Linked DNA regions of Sus scrofa: regions 2, 3 and 4 are each linked to region 1. A link is a contact called in public Hi-C and HiChIP or PLAC-seq data. All regions are on one chromosome and are shown on one strand. The core of a region is the stretch at or near the end of the contact, and the rest is flanking DNA. Distances in the headings are between cores, read along the strand shown. Region 1 overlaps KIAA0391 (mitochondrial ribonuclease P protein 3). Region 2 has its middle 31 kb from the start of NFKBIA. Region 3 has its middle 36 kb from the start of PSMA6. Region 4 overlaps LOC110261573 (a long non-coding RNA gene).

Region 1 (2,700 bases), core at 57-2,556:
CAAGCGATAGCAGCTAAATATTAAGCACTCTTCCACCCTCAGAAAACATACAACAGACTAATGAGGAGGTAGGATTACTGGTATAGTATAACAGCATGTGTAACAGAATCCAAAGAGCATTTGAGTCCTGGCTTCATAACTTAAAACTGTGTAGCTCTGGCAAGTTAATTAACTTCTCTGAGCTTCAGTTTCCCCTCTGTATTTATAATACTCCTTCCCTCAAAGTTATTATGATGATTAAATGGTACAATTTTTTTTTCTTTTTCAGCTACTCCATGACATATGGAGTTCCCAGGCCAGGGATCAGATCTGAGCTGCAGTTGTGACCTATGCTGCAGTACGGCAATGCGGAATCCTTTAACCCACTGTGCCACAGTGGGAACTTCTAAAAGGTATCATTAAATGCATGGTAACTATGACCTAAGAAATATAAACCTTGGATAATTTAACACATAAATAAGATTTATTGCACACCTACTAGATGCCAAACATTAAGAAGGGTGCCATGTCCCTCGAAGAGTTTATACTGTGGTTGAAGAGACAACAGATGCTGATGTGAAAAACTCAGCACTAAAACAAGAACATATGGTATAGGATTAACAGCCAAATGTGTGCCAAAGTTCATAAATGCTCTCCGTTCAAAGGAAGAAAAGATAGATACAGAGGTCGAAAAGGGTTGTGGAAGAAAAGGGACTTGAGACAAGTCTTGTAGGAAAAACAGGACTTGGGAGACATGGAAAATGTACTCTATGCATTTTAGATGAAGGGGAAAAGCAGAGGAAGAAAACAGCAAAGCAGTCCAGAGCCAGCGAGTAGCCAACGCCAGCTGAAGCAGGTGTTTGGAGGGGAAACTAATAAGAGATGAGGCTGGAGGGAGTTCTGTGGTGGTTCTGCACTTGCCAGTCAGCTTGCAAAGTATCACACTGCTAATGAAAGCAGGGGTCCATCAAGAAGGATGCCTACCTTTGAGGAAGCTGGGTTTATCTGCTAATTCAAATCATCTGAGCATATCTGGTACTGACACAAAGGCCGTGAGGTAATTTTTTTAAAACTATATTTAAATCATCAGTGAGGGTAGCTCAAGCCATACACATTCCACTCTTCCAATGATAAGTCCCCAAAAGAGAAGCCAGCATTCCTTTAAGTGCAGGAAATCACATCTTACTTCTCTACAGTTGCTGCACAGCTGAGGAAATGCAAAAACAAAGAGGAAATGTGCCTGGAGAGCTTATTAACAAAGAGTGGAAATCCCCTCCCTCCACATCTCCCAATTAGCACTGCTGAGGATGTTTAAGCTCTCCGGCTCAAATTCCCCTTCATGGAAGGCCTAACCACACAGAACCAATCTACAGCTGCCATCCGCACTAAGGCAGGGATAGAGGCACACTGGAGCATTCCACGTTGCCTCTCTGGCTTTAGTTTTCACTATATAATGGGTTAGCATGGACAGGTTTTTGTTTTGTTTTGTTTTTTAACTCTGGAACAACTGTTAATAGCCCTTTTGCAAAGCAAAAACAATGTGGTTCAATCGGCTCTCTCCAAACTCTGATCTAACTTTTGTTTCTCATGCATTTCATAAATGAAAAAAGAAACATCTTTTGCACCAAATGCAATTGACATGGCAAGTTCCAGTATTTTAAAAATATTATTTGATGGAGTTCCCATCATTGCTCAGTGGTTAACGAATCTGACTAGGAACTATGAGGTTGCAGGTTCAATATCTGGCCTCGCTCAGTGGGTTAAGGATCTGGTGTTGCCATGAGCTGTGGTGTAGGTCAAAGACGCAGCTCGGATCCTGAGTTGCTGTGGCTGTGGTATAGGCCGGCAACTACAGCTCCAATTAGACCCCTCGCCTGGGAACCTCCATATGACTCGTATGCGGCCCTAGAAAAGACAAAAAGACCAAAAAAAAAATTGAGTAAAGAGATGGACTTTCACTTTCTATGGGGACATTTCTGAACCATTCTTTTTTTTTTTTTTTCTTTTTTTGTCTTTTTGTCTCTCTTTGTTGTTGTTGTTGTTGCTATTTCTTGGGCCGCTCCCGCGGCATATGGAGGTTCCCAGGCTAGGGGTTGAATCGGAGCTGTAGCCACCGGCCTACACCAGAGCCACAGCAACACGGGATCCGAGCCGCGTCTGCAACCTACACCACAGCTCACGGCAACGCCGGATCGTTAACCCACTGAGCAAGGGCAGGGACCGAACCCGCAACCTCATGGTTCCTAGTCGGATTTGTTAACCACTGCGCCACGACGGGAACTCCATTTATTTATTTATTTATTTATTTATTTTTGTCTTTTTGTCTCTCTTTGTTGTTGTTGTTGTTGTTCCTATTTCTTTGAACCATTCTCATCTTTTATAATGAGGATGTTTGGGGAAAAAAATACTACAAGATGTTGCCTCTGCAGGAAATTCACTAAGGATACATTGTTTTATAATCCCCCTCTTCATAACTTCTGAAGGCATATAAGCATTTATTTAATACATCAGTTTAAAAAAAAAAGATTTTTACAACAGAAATTTCAAACATATACAAAAGCAGACAGAATAATATAATAATAAATCCCAATGAATCCATAAACTAACTTTACCAACTCATGGCCAATCTTGTTTCATGTGTACCCCACCTACTCCATCCCCCTTTTCCCAGTTATTTTTGAAGCATATCTCAAACATCACATCATTTCATCCATAAATATT
Region 2 (2,700 bases), core at 144-2,643, 190 kb before region 1:
CTGAGCCACACCTGCAGCAACGATGGATCTGCTAAACTGCTGCACCAGGCAGGGGATGGAACCCGCACCTCTGAGCCCCTGCAGTCAGATTCTGAACCCACTGCATATCACAGCAAGAACTCCAGTTACATACTTCCTTGATGTATTCCTTTGGTAATTCCTAGAGAGGCAAGGCTTTGGCTGCTCAGCCCTGCAGGCCTCCCCGTAACTGGCACATGGTAATCCCAGCTCAGGTCCCCTGTCATGGAAAGGGATGGCAGTGCAGTTTTTGTCCCAGACAGCAGCACAGAGGGGCTGGAAGAATCAACAAAAGAGTCCTGCCCTCTGGATTCCAGGGGAATATTCCAACCAGTCAGAGTCCTCCTGGGGCTGAAGGTTTTCCCAGGGGTGGCTGCAAGGACTAACTCTAGTGCAGGACCCAGGGTCCCGCCTGTCACTTCTTCCCTTCTGCCCTCCAGTCACCCTTCTCCAGCTTTGGGAGCAGGTAGCAAGTCCCCTCCACTCCAGGGCTTTCAGCAGGATGGCCCTGGGCTGTCAGATCGGGTTAGGCCAGAGGAGGGTGGGTGGGAAGGAACCCTTCTCAGTGGTCCACCCCTTGGGTGGGCATCTCAAGATAAGCCATCCCTCCAGCTCCTCCATGAGGATGATCTGGCTTCCGCCTCTTCCTCCAGCCACACATTTGCATGAAGAGTTGGGAGACTGGATATGGGGGAGGGAGACAAAAGAGCCCTGAGACTTGAGACCTGGGGGTTGGTGCCAATTTAAATTCTGCCTCAGGCAGAGCAGGCTTGGAACAAGGAATGTGTATCTGAACACCTGCTGCATGCTGGGCATTGTGCCAGGCCCTTTGCATAGATCCTCATCTAATCCTCACCGTAATTTAGGAGGTACACAATCTAGGCCCATTTTACAGATGAAAAAAAGAAGATTCAGTGAGTTTAACTTAATTGCCCAGAGTTACACAGCCACCTGAGGGAAGTAGCCCTGGTTTTATTGGAGGCATTGTCCTTTCAGACTGAGGGTCCCTCAGCAAAAGCTCCTGGGGACTATGAATGCCTAAGGCTGGACCAGGAGGTGCAGCCTGAGGAAATGTGTGTGGAAGGCTGGCTTGGGGAGTAAGGCAGCTCTGTCACAGACTGGCTGGGGCTCTGGGTGCCCCAGCAGCCAATGGGGAGCTATGGAAGAGATTTGCACAGGTCCCCTCGTTCCCCCACCTGCAGTTAGTAAGGGTCCCCAAGCCTAAGATTCTGGCGTGGATGAAGGCTACTTCCCAGCTGATGCACTTGAAAAAAGTCCCTGCCTCTACCATGGGCCGCAGAATGCTGTGTAATTTCCTCTGTGGGTCAGTCCTCCACCAAGTGCGATGACAGGGCCATGAGTCAGGTTCAGCCCATCACTGCCAAGCCACCACAGCTGCCAGCTGCTCCCTGCCTTCTCCCATCTCTGCTCCATCCAGCATAGGAGAGGAGGGGCTACTCCAGGGACGGTCAGGCAGGCATCCACTGTGGGCCACACCAGACCCAGAGCACGTCAGGAGTCGGGAGGAGTTCTGGGGTATGGATGGTGTGACCGTGTCTGACCCAAGTGGGTCAGCCTCAAGCTTCCACGTCAGGAATCGAGGTGCCCCAGCAAGCTGTTTGGACTGGGCCTGACCACCCCTACTCAACTCCCAAGTAAGAACATTCTCCACCTTCCTCTTAAGCTCAGGAGTCCTGCGGAGGAATTTGCTCCTCGCAGAAAAGGACACTTCCAAGCTCCTTTTTTGGCTCATAGTAATGAATACAACTAGGACCCATGAGGATACAGGGTTTGATCTCTGACCTCACTCAGTGCGTAAGGATCCGGCATTGCTATGAGTTGTGGTGTAGGTCACAGATGAGGCTCAGATCCTGTGTTGCTGTGGCTGTGGTGTAGGCTGGTGGTTGCAGCTCCAATTTGACCCCTAGCCTGGGAACTTCCATATGCTTTGGGTATAGCCCTAAAAAGACAAATATATAAATAAAAATAAAAATTTTTTAAAAATCAGTGGTTACTTCAGCTGCCTTTAAGGAATTCACACATAGCCAAGGCCTTGAAACTCAAGAACTTTTGAGTTTTGGAAAATAAGAAGGAAAATTTTTGGACTCTTTGTTCTGAGCTGATAGTGGCTCACCCAGAGCCCTTTGGGTGGGGAGGCACTGGCTGGGGTGCCAGTCCCCCTTCTGCGTAATTTAAAGCCACGTGCTCTGTGTCACCAAGACTGTGATTCAACTGTGTGCTTAGCACGGCTCATTCACAGAGGGGCGAAACTGCTCTGTAGGCACTTTTCAAAGCAACAGCTCTCCACCTCCTGGAGGGAAAACCAGGATACACAGAAGGGTCTTTCCAGCTGCCCAGGGGAGGGGACCCCAGAACCGGGACTGGGAAGTGTTCAGTCCTGGGTCCGTTAGGCGACTAAATGAACAACAGAGAAAAATGAGTCCAAGCTGCTGTAAACCCTAAAGCCCATGGAAGTACTCCCTGCTCTCCTGCTTCTTAGCAAAGAGGAGTGAGGTCTGTGTGGTCCCCAGGAGGGAGCCTGGACCTCCACAGAGGGAGCTGGCAACAGGCTGGGGGCAAAGAGGTCCATGCCCCAGGGGCTTGCCCTCTCTCTCCGTCTGAACCCCCTCCCCCAAGAAGGTAAGGGGTGGCCCTGTGACACTTTGAGGGAATAAGCTCACT
Region 3 (2,700 bases), core at 118-2,617, 160 kb before region 1:
TCATAGGGGTGACAATGCCAGGTCCTTAATCACTGAGCCACCAGGGAGCTCCTCAAGATTTTAAACTGAAGGCACTATGAAAGCTCAGGTGTAGACACTCTCAGGCTGGATTAATACTGATGAACATAGTGCTTTGCTGGGCCTGGGGGCTTGAGGAAGAACGTCCCTGGGCACCTGCTGGGTGCTGGCACCTTCACATAGAGCCTCCTGTTCAATCCTTGGTGTTAAGAATCTTGCCAGCAGGACAAGCTGACCAATGTTCTTCCTCAGCTCCTCCCAGGAAGCCAGGCTACATTAAAGCAGGGTCTTTGGAGGCCTTGGAAATGCAGGTGTTTTCCACTTAGACTCCAGAGCAGGAGCTTCATGTTCCCTGTGCCCCAGGAAGATGAGAAGGACCCAGATGGCAGGAAGGGTGTCCTCTGGACACTTGGCTGGGAGCCCAGTTGCCTGGGTGCCAGGTCCAGCAAGGCCTCCCCACCCCTCTGGGGCCCAGTCAGAGGGAGGAAGGAAGGAAGCCATGCAAGATAGGATTTCCCCACCCCAAGGCCTGCAATCTTCCTGGCCCTAGTCACCTGATAAGCAAGCTGGTTTGTAGCTGACCTGTGTAGTTTTACACCGGTAACAAAAGCCACTGGGAAGTTACAAAAATCCTCCTGCACAGGTAGGCTTTAAGCGGCCATACTTGTTCAACAAGGGTGTGAAGGGGGGGAGTGAAAGAGCCCCAGACCGTCTGTAGGGGCGACTCTCTTCAGGGCCTGCTGGCTCGGCCCAGCGGCACAGAAGTTCCCCAGCTCTCCTCCCCTTTCTTCTGGGCCTTGGGGCGCTTTGACGTCTGCCCCTCCCTCCCAGCTGGTCTTGACTCACACGTTCCCTGGGTGAGCCACCTATCCTCTGGCCCCCTTCCACCGACTCCGCCCAGGTCCCTGGGACACCCCGGGTGAGGAGTCGCTGGGAAGGCAGGCTGTGGGTGCAGGCCCGGGGCCTCCCCGCTCTGTGCGGGGGCTCGTGAGGGCTCTGCAGGCCAGGGTGAGGGGGGAGAGGGGCACAGGGAGTGGTAGACAACCGAGACCCGCTTCCCCTCAGAGCTCCAGGGGGCTCTTTTGGTTCCTGGGAGGGTTGGAAGCCGCTTGCTTCCTGATGCCATCTTGTGTGCTCCTCCAGCAAGACAAGGTGCTCATCAGGGCAGCAGTTATCCTGAGGGCCCGGGACCAGCCTTCGTGTGTCATGGGAAAGCAGCCATGGAGGGCCTAGGAAAGAACCTCTTCACCCACAAAGAAGCCGAATTTGGCTCCCAGGCTGAACCACAAGCCTTATGCTGATTACACAAGGCCACGCCTGCTCAGCTCTGGCTGGGGAGGGAGGCTTTGTAACTGAGGCTGGCTTCTGCCTCACTGACCCTGCCCCTTGCGTGAAAATGTTCTCAGGAAGTCACGTTCTGGAAGGTCAGGATGCTTTCGAAACTTGAAAGCATTGAAGAGCCATTCTGGAAGAGCTCCACCAGCCCCTGCTGATAGACAGCAATACTGTTCTTTTCAGCACTTTAAACGTGTCATGGCATTTAATTCTCATTGCATCCCTTGGACATGGATCCTTATATCCTGTTCAAGAGGAGAAAACCCAGGCTGTAAAGTACTCAGCTGTGGATTGAGAACTGAATGAGGCTCTTTGTTGGAGAGTTGAAGTCCCTGGCACTTGAGTCAGGGACGGAAGCCTGGGGATACAGGTGGCCCTTTCCACCTCTCTAGTCAGTGTCTTTGTCACCTCGGTCTCCTTGAGGCCTGGTTTGAAATGGAGCAAGTGCAGAGCTGGGATTTTGATGCCGGTCTGCAGCCTTTGGGAGCTGTTGGTGTAACTGAGCTGAATCCTGTGGTGACTTCCCAGAGTGGACCCCTGCTCATGTCCTCCGCTTGCTTGCCTTATTATCTATAGAAAAACCTCAGTCAAAGAACCAATTTGATCAGAGAAGTGAGGAGTTCCCATTGTGGCGCAGTGGAAACACATATGACTAGGAACCATATGGTTTTGGGTTTGATCCCTGACCTCGCTCAGTGGGTTAAGGATCCAGCGTTGCCATGAGCTGTGGTGTAGGTTGCAGACGCTGCTTGGATTCAGTGCTGCTGTGGCTGTGGCGTAGGTCGGCAGCTACAGCTCCGATTAGATCCCTCCATATGCCGTGGGTGTGGCCCTAAAAAGACAAAAGACCAAAAAAAAAAAAAAAATCAGAGAAGTGAGAAAAATACAGAGAAAAATGAAAATGGTAATAATAATAATTTAGCCATTCAAAAAGTCAAGGACCTTTAGTTCTTCAGACTACAGATAATATTCTGAGCCATGTCCTTGGAGCTCTTTTGCAGGCGACAAGAAGTCAACTATGTGCTGCCCACAAGCACATAGACCCCAGACCTGTTGAAACCAGAATGACTCCCAATTACCTCACCACCTGCCAATCAGGAAAATGTCCCCGAGCTGATCACACCCTGTTCCTCCAACATTGTAAGACTCCTCCCTACCCCCTCCAAAGGGGTGGCGGGGGCACACAGTCCTTGAGATACTAGCCTGCTGTAATCCCCTCCTCGCCTGGCAATTAAAGCTACTTTTTCTGTTTCCTCCAACTCTGTCTCCGCATTTCTATTTGGCATCGGTGCCAGTGTACAGAAGCAGCCGCTATTTTGGCAACATTGGCCATGACTTCAGCAGGAA
Region 4 (2,700 bases), core at 118-2,617, 240 kb before region 1:
CCAAAAAGATACCCTTGAGTCTCCATCCACAACACTGTTTCGTTTGGCAAAAGAAAAGAGGCATTAGCCAAGTTTCCTTTTCCTCACTTTCAATTGAGCTGAACTACATTTGAACCGAGCAGATTAACCACATCAAAACTCACCTCCAGCACAAAGGCCTTTCTAGTAAGTGGAACTGGGGGTCTCCCCTCTCACCTAGCATCATTCCTAAGTCCAAACACTAGAGGTATTTTACCAAAGTTGCTCGATGACTTGGTGAGAATATTGAAACAGGCTTTAAATGTAAAGAGTAGTTGTGCTGAATGACCTTTAAAGATCACTTAGGTCCCCACGATTTAAGATTCTAAGGCTCAAAAAAAAAAAAAAAAAAAAAGTCCCTACCCCAAAGAGCCCCCAGCAGGACCAATTGCCTAGGCTCCTGGAGTGGCCCATGAGTGGTATATTTTTCTGGGTGGGACAGAGGGCCTGCTCTAGAGAGATGGGGAACTCACCTCCAGAAACTCACCCTCTACCCTGTGTGGGCCACTAAGCGCCTAGAATCCATGGAAAGAAAAAAAACTCAGCAGGGCAAACTTTAAAAAAAAAAATTTGCCTCCCCCCACCGCCCCCCATGTGCAGTGGCAGACCAGGGATTGAACCCGGGCCGCAGCAGTAAAAGCACAGAGTTCTGACCTCTAGACCACCAGGAAACTTCTAAAACTTGTTTTTAAATCCCATGCTTTATAATTTTTCCCCCACAGATACCTTGACAATTCGCCAATGCGACTTCAAAACTGTATTGTACTCAAGGAAACCAATGTGGTCTCTGAAGACTCAAAACCAAATTGTGAGGGAAGCTTAGAATTCACTTTGTTCTGCTAGAGCTAATTTCTCATGTACCAATGGGAAAACATTAATTCTCATAAATCTCCCTCCATTCTCAGAGACCTAGGATATAATCTCCTAAAGCCCAGGACTGCATCTTTTTAGCCCTATGTTTTGGGGCAGGACCTAGCCCCACAGACAACACTCAAACACTTTGCTCTGCCCCAGATTCAATTCTATTCCAGGTCCAACTGTGTAGGTGAGAACAGAAGAAAATGCAAAATTTTTTATTAGGATCATGATCCGTCAAGCCTAGTAGTTTGCCTGCTATGTGTTTGAATATAAATTCTGTCACCTTCCAGAGCAACAAACATTCTCATCTGTCCTTTAACGTGTTAGTGAGTCTTCCCCGCCCCCAGTACAGGTGGCTGTGGGGTGGGCCAGGACCCAAAACTCTCAACCATAAAAAGAATGTAGGCTGACAAACTGAAAGTCTGAGCCACTGCCCACGACTCATATGGGTGGGGTCCTTTTTTCCCAGAAGCACAGACAATGTTATTTGTAATACAGAAAAAATGTGGCAGATGTTGCCAGGGCAATTCTTTCAGCACTGAGTGAAAAGGTTGGGTGGGGGCAGGGCATAGATGAGGAAGGGGAGGGCGAGATATGCACTTACACACAGAAAAGGTGGTCAGAGAAAAACACATTTCCTCCGAGGTCTGTCTCTCCAGCCTGGTCTGTATTCAGTTTGGGGGTAGGGGGAAACAGGCAGCTGAGCAAACTCCTTAGCCACTTGGTGGAGACAATTTCTAGCAGCTTTCAGTATCGGGAGAGTATTTGGGACCTAATATTCCCTCACAAGCAGATAGTACAGTTTAGTACCAGAGAAGCAGAGTGACGTTTTGGGGAGGAACTTCCTAAATGTTCCAAACCCACTCCTAAGAGCCCAGCATTGACCTGGCTTTCTGGGATCTCTGACTTCATTTCCTATTACTCTTCCCCTGACTCACCCCACTTCACCCACCCTGACTCCCTGCTGCTCCTCCAAGAGTGCACCCACCTCAGGACCTTTGCACCTACTGAACATTGTCCACGCCCTCAGCTCTCCCTTCCTTTAGGTCTTTTCTTCAGTGTTGCCCTCTCACCTTCCCAGCCACCCTACTTAAAATGTCAGTGTGTCCTCCTGTCTTGACATTTCTACTGCTTTCTCTGATTTATTTTTCCCCTAAGTACTCTCACTAATGTATTCTTTTTTTTCTTTTTTTTTTTTAGGGCCACACCCATGGCATATGCAATTCTCAGGCTAGGGGGTCAAATCAGAGCTGCAGCTGCCAGCTCACCCCACGGCCACAGCCACAGCAATGTCAGATCCCAGCTACATCTGTGACCTATACCACAGCTCACGGCAACTCGGATTCCTTAATCCACTGAGGTCAGGGATCGAACCCGCATCCTCATGGATACCAGTCAGGTTTGTTTCTGCTGACCCACAACAGAAACTCTCTGACTATTGTCTTCTACATTTGACTTATTTATTCAGTGTGTTTGGGTCTCCTGCACAATGTAAGCTCTGTGAGGGCAGAGTTTGGGACTGTATCTCCCATGCCCAGAAGAGGGTCTAGAACAGAGCTATCGGTTTTGGGCCCTCAAAACCGATAGCTCCTACCTTTCCCCCTTCCCTCCCTCACCTCCAGTCACAAAGATCTGTAGATCCTTGTTCTTGGAACTCTTTGGCCACCTTTCCTCCTCGCTTTCCAGTCACTGCATGTAATCCGCCATCCAGTCTACTTGCCACACTGTCTTCCGAAGCACACCACGTAACATCCCTCACCAGTGTATTCTAGAGGCTCACCATGGCTCTCAAGGCACCAGTCCAACTTGTTTGTTTGGTCAACC

What was found. Hi-C and Micro-C count contacts between places; a contact is called where the count stands out from the background. HiChIP or PLAC-seq counts read pairs in DNA pulled down with a chosen protein or histone mark.
Region 2: a contact with region 1 is called in an H3K27ac HiChIP or PLAC-seq map of alveolar macrophages. The contact joins two enhancer-like sites. A contact is called at or near these places in 1 of 47 Hi-C or Micro-C datasets (embryonic fibroblasts) and 2 of 2 datasets of contacts at active chromatin or transcription factors (alveolar macrophages and skeletal muscle).
Region 3: an H3K27ac HiChIP or PLAC-seq map of alveolar macrophages shows a contact between it and region 1. The contact joins two enhancer-like sites. A contact is called at or near these places in 1 of 47 Hi-C or Micro-C datasets (epiblast stem cells) and 1 of 2 datasets of contacts at active chromatin or transcription factors (alveolar macrophages).
Region 4: a Hi-C map of alveolar macrophages shows a contact between it and region 1, with 2.2 times the contacts expected there. The contact joins two enhancer-like sites. A contact is called at or near these places in 5 of 5 promoter capture datasets (fetal liver, fetal skeletal muscle, liver and 1 more), 36 of 47 Hi-C or Micro-C datasets (adipocytes, adipose tissue, alveolar macrophages and 18 more) and 2 of 2 datasets of contacts at active chromatin or transcription factors (alveolar macrophages and skeletal muscle).

The regions. Positions count from the first base shown.
Region 1 is chr7:64,729,170-64,731,869 of Sscrofa11.1, forward strand. All of the region lies in intron 4 of KIAA0391 (mitochondrial ribonuclease P protein 3), which reads right to left. Among named protein-coding and RNA genes, the nearest start is that of PPP2R3C, 32 kb to the right of the region's middle. Within about 2 kb of position 1,307, at least 6 of the 83 cell types and tissues checked have an H3K27ac peak or open chromatin away from gene starts, as enhancers often do. A contact at or near this core is called in alveolar macrophages, where this site is marked.
Region 2 is chr7:64,537,343-64,540,042 of Sscrofa11.1, forward strand. No RefSeq gene overlaps it. Among named protein-coding and RNA genes, the nearest start is that of NFKBIA, 31 kb to the left of the region's middle. Within about 2 kb of position 1,394, at least 15 of the 83 cell types and tissues checked have an H3K27ac peak or open chromatin away from gene starts, as enhancers often do. A contact at or near this core is called in alveolar macrophages, where this site is marked.
Region 3 is chr7:64,566,459-64,569,158 of Sscrofa11.1, forward strand. No RefSeq gene overlaps it. Among named protein-coding and RNA genes, the nearest start is that of PSMA6, 36 kb to the right of the region's middle. Within about 2 kb of position 1,368, at least 37 of the 83 cell types and tissues checked have an H3K27ac peak or open chromatin away from gene starts, as enhancers often do. A contact at or near this core is called in alveolar macrophages, where this site is marked.
Region 4 is chr7:64,492,319-64,495,018 of Sscrofa11.1, forward strand. The region is part of intron 1 of LOC110261573 (a long non-coding RNA gene); the gene reads right to left. Among named protein-coding and RNA genes, the nearest start is that of NFKBIA, 14 kb to the right of the region's middle. Within about 2 kb of position 1,368, at least 19 of the 83 cell types and tissues checked have an H3K27ac peak or open chromatin away from gene starts, as enhancers often do. A contact at or near this core is called in alveolar macrophages, where this site is marked.